2 separate regions of the Drosophila melanogaster genome follow, and region 1 is linked to region 2. The links are chromatin contacts, called in public Hi-C maps. All regions are on one chromosome and are shown on one strand. Each heading gives the region's core, a stretch centred on a gene start, on an enhancer-like site or on the middle of the called end of the contact. The rest is flanking DNA. Distances are from core to core; before and after follow the strand shown.

Region 1 (3,173 bases), core at 18-2,517, 160 kb after region 2:
AATCATTGTTGCTCAATTCGAACAGACGGAGATCGTAGACCAAGTTGGCCGTCTGCGTCAGCTCCACAATGCAATTGTCCTCATCGTGATCCTCGCAGAGCACGCGCACCTTCAGGCCCAGCGAATGGTATTTGGTGTTGTGTACATGTCCCGAGTTGAGAAGTGAGGCAAAGCCTGAGGCACTACCGCATGGCAGTAGTTTCTTCCACGGCGTCAGATTCTCCGTGCACACGATCTCACGCGGCAATGTGGCATAGCGAACGAATCTTTGGCCATTGGCTGGCATAAATTGTGGACGAATCAAGTGCCTCGGTGCAATGCTATTCGTATTGTCGACGAAATTCAACGAGGCGCACAACACGCCCGAGAAAACGTTGGCCAACTCCTTCCACTGGCGATCCACATCCCGGTTGGTCAAATTTGCGCCACTGAACCACGCCCACATCTCGGCACCGCTGGTGGCCTCCACAATGGGATAGCCCCATGTCTCGTAGCGCCACAGTCCCTGGGTTAGGCCAATGTGCAGCTCCTTTACCGCAAACTGCTGCAACAGCTCCGCAATTACTCGAGGCGTCAATTGGGTGTGGTAAACTGAAAGAGCAAATGGTAGACACAATATAAGCATTTAATCGGTTAACCAGAAGTTCTAATGATGCTTCAATGGGGCGCATATGTATACATATATGTAGGAACACCTTTCGGCATGCAATGGCCTGTATTTTCGTATGCCGGTGGGTGAGATTCCCGCCCCATTTTTGCAATCGCAATGATGCGGACTTCGGCCGCTGAAAAAACTCACGATTATCCTTTTCGCCGTAGTGCCAGCGCGTGGTGAACTGAAAGTAGGTGTTGACATGGTCGCCGGACAATGGACGAACCACTAGCTCCTCGTGGAATCGTTCGTCATCGCGTCCCAAATTCGCGTCGGCATTAGGTGCAACCAGCAGCAGCAAGACAAACGCCACCGGATACATGCTGGCCCATAGGTTCAGTGCCAGTTCCTCCGCCCTTAGTCCGTTTCGGTTCTAACGACAGCTGATGATCCGTTTTAATGTATTTTATTTTATTTTATTTATATTTATTTATTTTTTTTGTGTTTAGGTTACCGCGACATCCGTAAATGTCGTGGAATTATTTGGCCAGCCGGATATGGAAATGCAAAATGGAAATTGCCACGGACTTAAGGTTGCAAAGATTTATAAGTTTATTTTAATTTGGTGTAGTAAATCTTTGATGTTTTCGTTTTTAGAGAGATGGTAGATGTCTTGGTATTTTTCCAGGGCTGGAAAGTGCTGCCTAGCAGTGTTGTATAACTTGTGGGATACGTTATCGATAACGTTACATTGGTCACACATGTTATTGTTTGTAACGTGCATTTGATTCAAAATATAATTGTCAAATGCGTTATCGCTGAGAAGTCTGTTAAAAAGAATTTGTACCAAAGCAAAAAATCCACCACATCCACGAGTTGGGCTTACAACTAAAGCACCATAAATGAGAAAGCGCGCCAAAATCGAGCATCATCAAAAGTGAGTAATAAAGGAAAAAGCGAAATAAAGTAGCTGCAATCTTACGGAATCGTGAGCCCGCCAAAAATTTGGCGTACACCCAAAGAGAAAACGCGAATAAGGTATAACAAATAATGCTCGGACAGCGAAAGAAGGAATAGGGAATCGAGAGAAAGATAAAACAATTTATTGGAATTCTTAGTGAAAAGTTAGAAATAAAGGAAAAAGTGGACAAAAAAAAACTGCACTTTCGATGTATTTTAATACTCAAATTTTATTAACATAGAAATTAACGATTAGACAGACCGTTTTCTGGCTGACCGTTTTATATACCGTATATACTGTGAAAAATACTACATAATACTCATGGGTGTGGAACACCGCTTAATCATTGGTTTATGTCCAGGATAAAAATTTTAAACGTCGTTTATACCTTTTTAAAACAATCTATAGTTAATCAAAAAGAATAAATATAAATAAATAAAGAGTGAAAACAAAGCAAGTGCATAAACACAGCGATCATTTATTATTATGTATATTTAACACACATATTTAATATGCACGCGAATAAAATGAAAAAGTCAACGGCAGTCTTTCAAATGAAAAAACTAAAAGTAACAAGGAAAGTTTTTTTTTTCTATAAATATAGAACTAAAACTATGATGAAAAAACTCATCATTTGATAATACTAATAAGTATGCTACTTCAGTTCTGGCTTCTTTCCGAGTAAATACATGATTTTCCAACTTCTTAGAAGTCATCTGCACGTTTTTGACCACAAAAACATCTTCTCCTTGAAATTATTTGTTGCACCTGGGTTCCTATAAGCAAAAGTAGTTTTTTTTTAGTGCATCTAAAAAGGCAGCTTATTGTAAGCAGCTTACATGAAGTCCACGGGGCTTTCAGCTCTTTAAATTTCTTTCTTTTGCGTTTCCGGGTGTATCTAAACAAGAATTTCGAAATGGTTTTGATTAAAGTGCTCATCTTCTTGAAAGCGCAGCACTTGTCTACTTACTGTGCCATTGCTTTGGGGAAGTTTTGCTTCCGATTCTTAGTCCTGTCGTTGAGCTTGCATCTGCTTTCGGTCTTTTCAATCTGTGGCTATGATTATGATGCAGTTGCTCCTCGCAGGAGAAGACGCGACTCTCGTCCTGCGATATCCACAGTCGCGCTTTGCACGTGCAGGTGGAATCACCATGCGATAGCCGGCTTGAAATTTAAACTAATGTCGCTGCAGCTAAGGACTTTGTTCGCATATCCAGAGCGGTGGAGAATCTGCAATTCAAATTGTTGTATATGTATATATTGTATGTATATATGTTTTAGCCACTCTGTAAAAGTCCCATGTAACATTCATGTACCTAAACTAAATGCATAAACAATTTTAAATAAACGTGCCAATTTAATGGAAAAAAACATCGATCACAGCTGATTTGCACTAGAAGGTTCGAGTCTCTGATAGCCAGCAAGTTGGTATTTTTGCAGCATATTTTTTCTGCTGTCTGCGCACCATAAAATTGTTTATATTACTTTTCAAAAACATTGGCAAGCGTATATTTGCACAAAATGTAACCCTTATCTTATAATCAAACGGGTAAATATATTTAAACGGGAAAGTGCAGCAAATGCAACGCGCGAGTCCGTTTCCACCACATGGTATTCGGT
Region 2 (3,636 bases), core at 804-3,303:
ATGATGGGCACAACCGTGTTGGTCTGCAAGGTGTCGAGCAGCTCCTGCGATCGAACGGCCGTTATCCTGGCCGATTTGGGCGCTATGCCGGCATTGTTGAAGAGCACATTGAGGCCTTGGTCCTTGGTCACGCCCTCGATGTCGGCGACTAGCTTGTCATAGGCATCGAAATTTCTCAAATCTGCACGGAAAATATATTTATATGCGAGAGTGTTTAGCGGCTGGTAAAACATAATGCTTACCAATCTCAAGTATGTGTATGTTCGAGTGGTTCTTGGCTAGATCCTCCAGCTCCTGTGGGCCAAATTGGGAAAGACAAAATGTTTGAATAAGAAGCACATTATTAGTAAAAAAGCAGTTTATATATGAATAATTTTCCAGTTAAATTACTGTAATTTTTAGAGGCAAATTTGGTATTTCATGAGAGTTTAAATAGCGCGCCCAACGAGCGCGTTAGTGCCATAATAACCGATAGACGATAAGTGCTGCTGGTGTGACCGAACAATAGTCGGCCCAGCAATCGACAAGCCAATCGACGTCTCCCTTTCGCACGCTCGTACGAAAGTACAAAAGCTATTGCAAAAGTTGGCTCCGCTTATTCGTTTCGTGCTTTCGCGAGTGCCGAGAGCCGCTACAATACACGCTTAGCAGTTTTTACATTTCCGCTTCGACTACAACAACATTCACTACCCGCCGTTGATCCTTGTTTTCTGTCTGATTTACGTGGAGCACCTACCAACAAGCAACAAAATAATGGCGCCCGTGCAAGGTGAGTTTCACAGTTAATTCGATTCCAATTGAACCATTCAATTTATGCATGCCCATTTGGACGATTAAAAAGCGGTTTGTAGAAATAGTGGCTCTTGTGGATTGTTCGCGTAGCTTCTGTAGTTTCTGTAGCTCGACGGTTGTGAGTCACCGGTTTTGTTGGATTACTGGATTGTCTTAGTAGAGAGACAACGCAAAATAAGAAGAAAACATCTCTCACCTTTGCCTGCTCGCGATTCCGGCAGGTGGTAAATAGATGCTGCGGCGGCTGGGGAAGATTGAGCAGCGCCTTGACCAGGCCCAGACCCAATCCTCGATTGCAGCCGGTTATCAGGATGGAGTTCATGTTTTTTTTTTCCGAAGATCCGCGATCGAGTTGCTCGAAATCTTATCGCGTCGTACTTGAGATAAAACCAATAAAGGGCGGCACTACTATACGGGTTCCGTGTGTTCTGTGGATTTCACCAGACCCGCAGCCAGATCTTTCCGTGCTTATCAATCGACTTTATTGCCGTAACACAAGCGTGAAAATAGTGAAATGTTAGGAAAAATTTTGACGGCCGGCTGTTTCGTTCGGACAGCAGCAGTGTTACCAACCATCCGCGAGTTATCGATACACTTGCGCATTGCCAAACGTGCGTTTCGCACATTTCCAATTGGCAAAGGGCAGAACAACTGTTGTGATGTTCAAATCCCAAATGGAATTTCGCAATCCAATGGATGCTCCTTTATGGCAAATCCATTTTATCCCAAACATTCTCGTTTTTGCGGTACGCGCTCTTGCGCCCTCTCTCTTTCTCGCTGCTTCTGTTACGTAGCCGTTTATCGGCGCCTCTGCCTGCCCACCGCTTTCGCAGCATTCCCGGCCGAACCAGCGAACGTGTTTGTGTTGTGTGTTCCGCCGTCATTTTTCTGCACCCTTTTCGCGAATAGTTTCGTTTCGCCTCCAGCTGGTAGAGTGAAACGCCAAACGTTGAAGAAGGGGAAAGGCCAACAAGATGAACTTGTGCAATTCGAGATTCTCCGTTACGTTCGTGCGGCAGTGCTCGACGATTTTAACGTCTCCTTCGGCTGGCATTATACAAAACAGAGGCTCACTGACAACAAAGGTTCCCCATTGGATTTCCAGTAGTCTCAGCTGTGCCCATCACACGTTTCAGCGAACTATGAACTTGACGGGACAGCGAGGATCACGCGACAGTACTGGAGCTACCGGTGGGAATGCTCCAGCCGGATCCGGTGCCGGCGCACCACCACCCTTCCAGCATCCACATTGCGACAGGGCGGCCATGTACGCGCAACCGGTGCGAAAGATGAGCACCAAAGGAGGTGAGCATCGATATCGATTGATATTCTGATTAGATCTTTGCTGTTGCCGCCGCAGCTGCTGCTCCTGTTGCCGCCGGTTGGCAACGCGGTCGATTGTCGCGGTTTTCTTGCTTGTTGTTTTTTCTGGGTCTTCTTGTGTTTAACCGACGCCATTATGCAATAACCGTTAGTTGCCTGGCCAAAAAGTCCATTACTCTGCTCTTATTACCTGGCTTATCGGGTTTCTGCGGCACGTATTCGCCAAGGGTTTATATGCCTGCCCGGCATTTGCTGTCTCACATTTGCACCGTCATCGTCAATCGTCATCGCGCACCCGCTCCAACTGGAATTGTACAGTCGGGGTCGCGCGAACAGCACTCGAAACTCGTATCATGCTGAAGTACATGATTTGCGCCATCGTTGTGGGCGCCAAAAAGAGCACATCCTCTAAGTATAATGGTCAACAAAGTTCTGAATCGCGTATAAATACTATGTCAGTCGAATTTTTTTAATTGAATTATGGATTGCTCATAAAACCATTACTCAATTGCAGCTTAAACAATATCAGTTATTTGCCTCAAAAAAGAATTACATCATATGACTTAACGAATTAATAATATTTGTTAAATTACATTCATACAAGTCACTTGTATTGCCATTTTGCCTTTAGCTGGTAAAAAAAAACTAATATCTATTTATATGAAGTTAAACGTATTTGATGTTTTAATTTGTAATATAATATAAATCCCACATGCCACGATCAAGTTTTCTTGTTAAATGAATAATTAGCCAATCGAGCAGATACGAAGCTTCTAATTCCGAAAACAATAGAAGAATTTACTTATAAATATATGCCATATTCTGATTTCAAATGGTAATTAAGGGTATAATAGGATTTCTTAAAGCACCAACGTGATATGTGTGATTTTTGTCGAATGCGGTGCTCTTGAACGAATAACCCTTTGCGGAATGTTCGAGAATCGCTTTATGATGATGATGATGATGATTTCACCATATCAGTCGGGTGCATTTATTCCCTTTATCTGTGTTTTCTATTTCGTATCTCTCGTATCCGTCGCTCAACGAGCGCCCGCCATCGTCTTTGATCTTTCATCATCATTGCTGAGCTGCGTCATCACCACTTCATTCCGCAATTAATTGCAGTGTGACGACAACAATTGTTTATTTGCACTCGCATTCGTACGTAGCCACCTGATTTCCCCCTGTTCCTGGCCAGGATTAGCATTCCGTCCGATAAAAGCGAATTGTGTGTGGTGTTGCCAACTAGTTTTGGGGCGTAACCATGACAAAGTCCGGCGGGTCAAAGCAAACCGAATGGGGGGGCGTAGGTGGACGGACGGAAGAAAGGCGTGGCCGGGCTGGGATGGGCGTGGCTTGGTGTGTGGCGATGTCGCTAGATGATTGCTCCACTTTGATTCGAACTCCCACTGACCCAGTGGCATGTGTGGCATTCGGCAGCACTATCGCTACCTGGCAACTGAAGCCAAGGAGCTCGACGGGATTGCACGGTGCAGATTACGGATTGCAGGAGGCCAAACA

Evidence for each region. A called contact is a pair of places that touch in the nucleus more often than the background predicts.
Region 1: a Hi-C map of the Kc167 cell line shows a contact between it and region 2, with 3 times the contacts expected there. The contact joins the promoter of PIG-T here to the promoter of sni in region 2. A contact is called at or near these places in 26 of 107 Hi-C or Micro-C datasets (the D17-c3 cell line, the Kc167 cell line, the ML-DmBG3-c2 cell line and 7 more) and 4 of 6 datasets of contacts at active chromatin or transcription factors (the Kc167 cell line and the S2 cell line).

Annotation. Positions count from the first base shown.
Region 1 is chrX:8,405,996-8,409,168 of dm6, forward strand. PIG-T (Phosphatidylinositol glycan anchor biosynthesis class T) reads right to left here and starts at 1,268. Exons shown (of 2, transcript NM_132247.4): 1 at 800-1,268; 2 at 1-591. The coding sequence starts at 974. It overlaps lawc (leg arista wing complex), which reads right to left. Exons shown (of 4, transcript NM_001258650.2): 2 at 2,524-2,783; 3 at 2,393-2,451; 4 at 2,013-2,329.
Region 2 is chrX:8,241,963-8,245,598 of dm6, forward strand. sni (sniffer) reads right to left here and starts at 2,054. Exons shown (of 3, transcript NM_001298083.1): 1 at 989-2,054; 2 at 243-294; 3 at 1-181. The coding sequence starts at 1,114. It overlaps Trxr1 (Thioredoxin reductase 1), which reads left to right and starts at 566. Exons shown (of 4, transcript NM_078527.3): 1 at 566-769. The coding sequence starts at 754.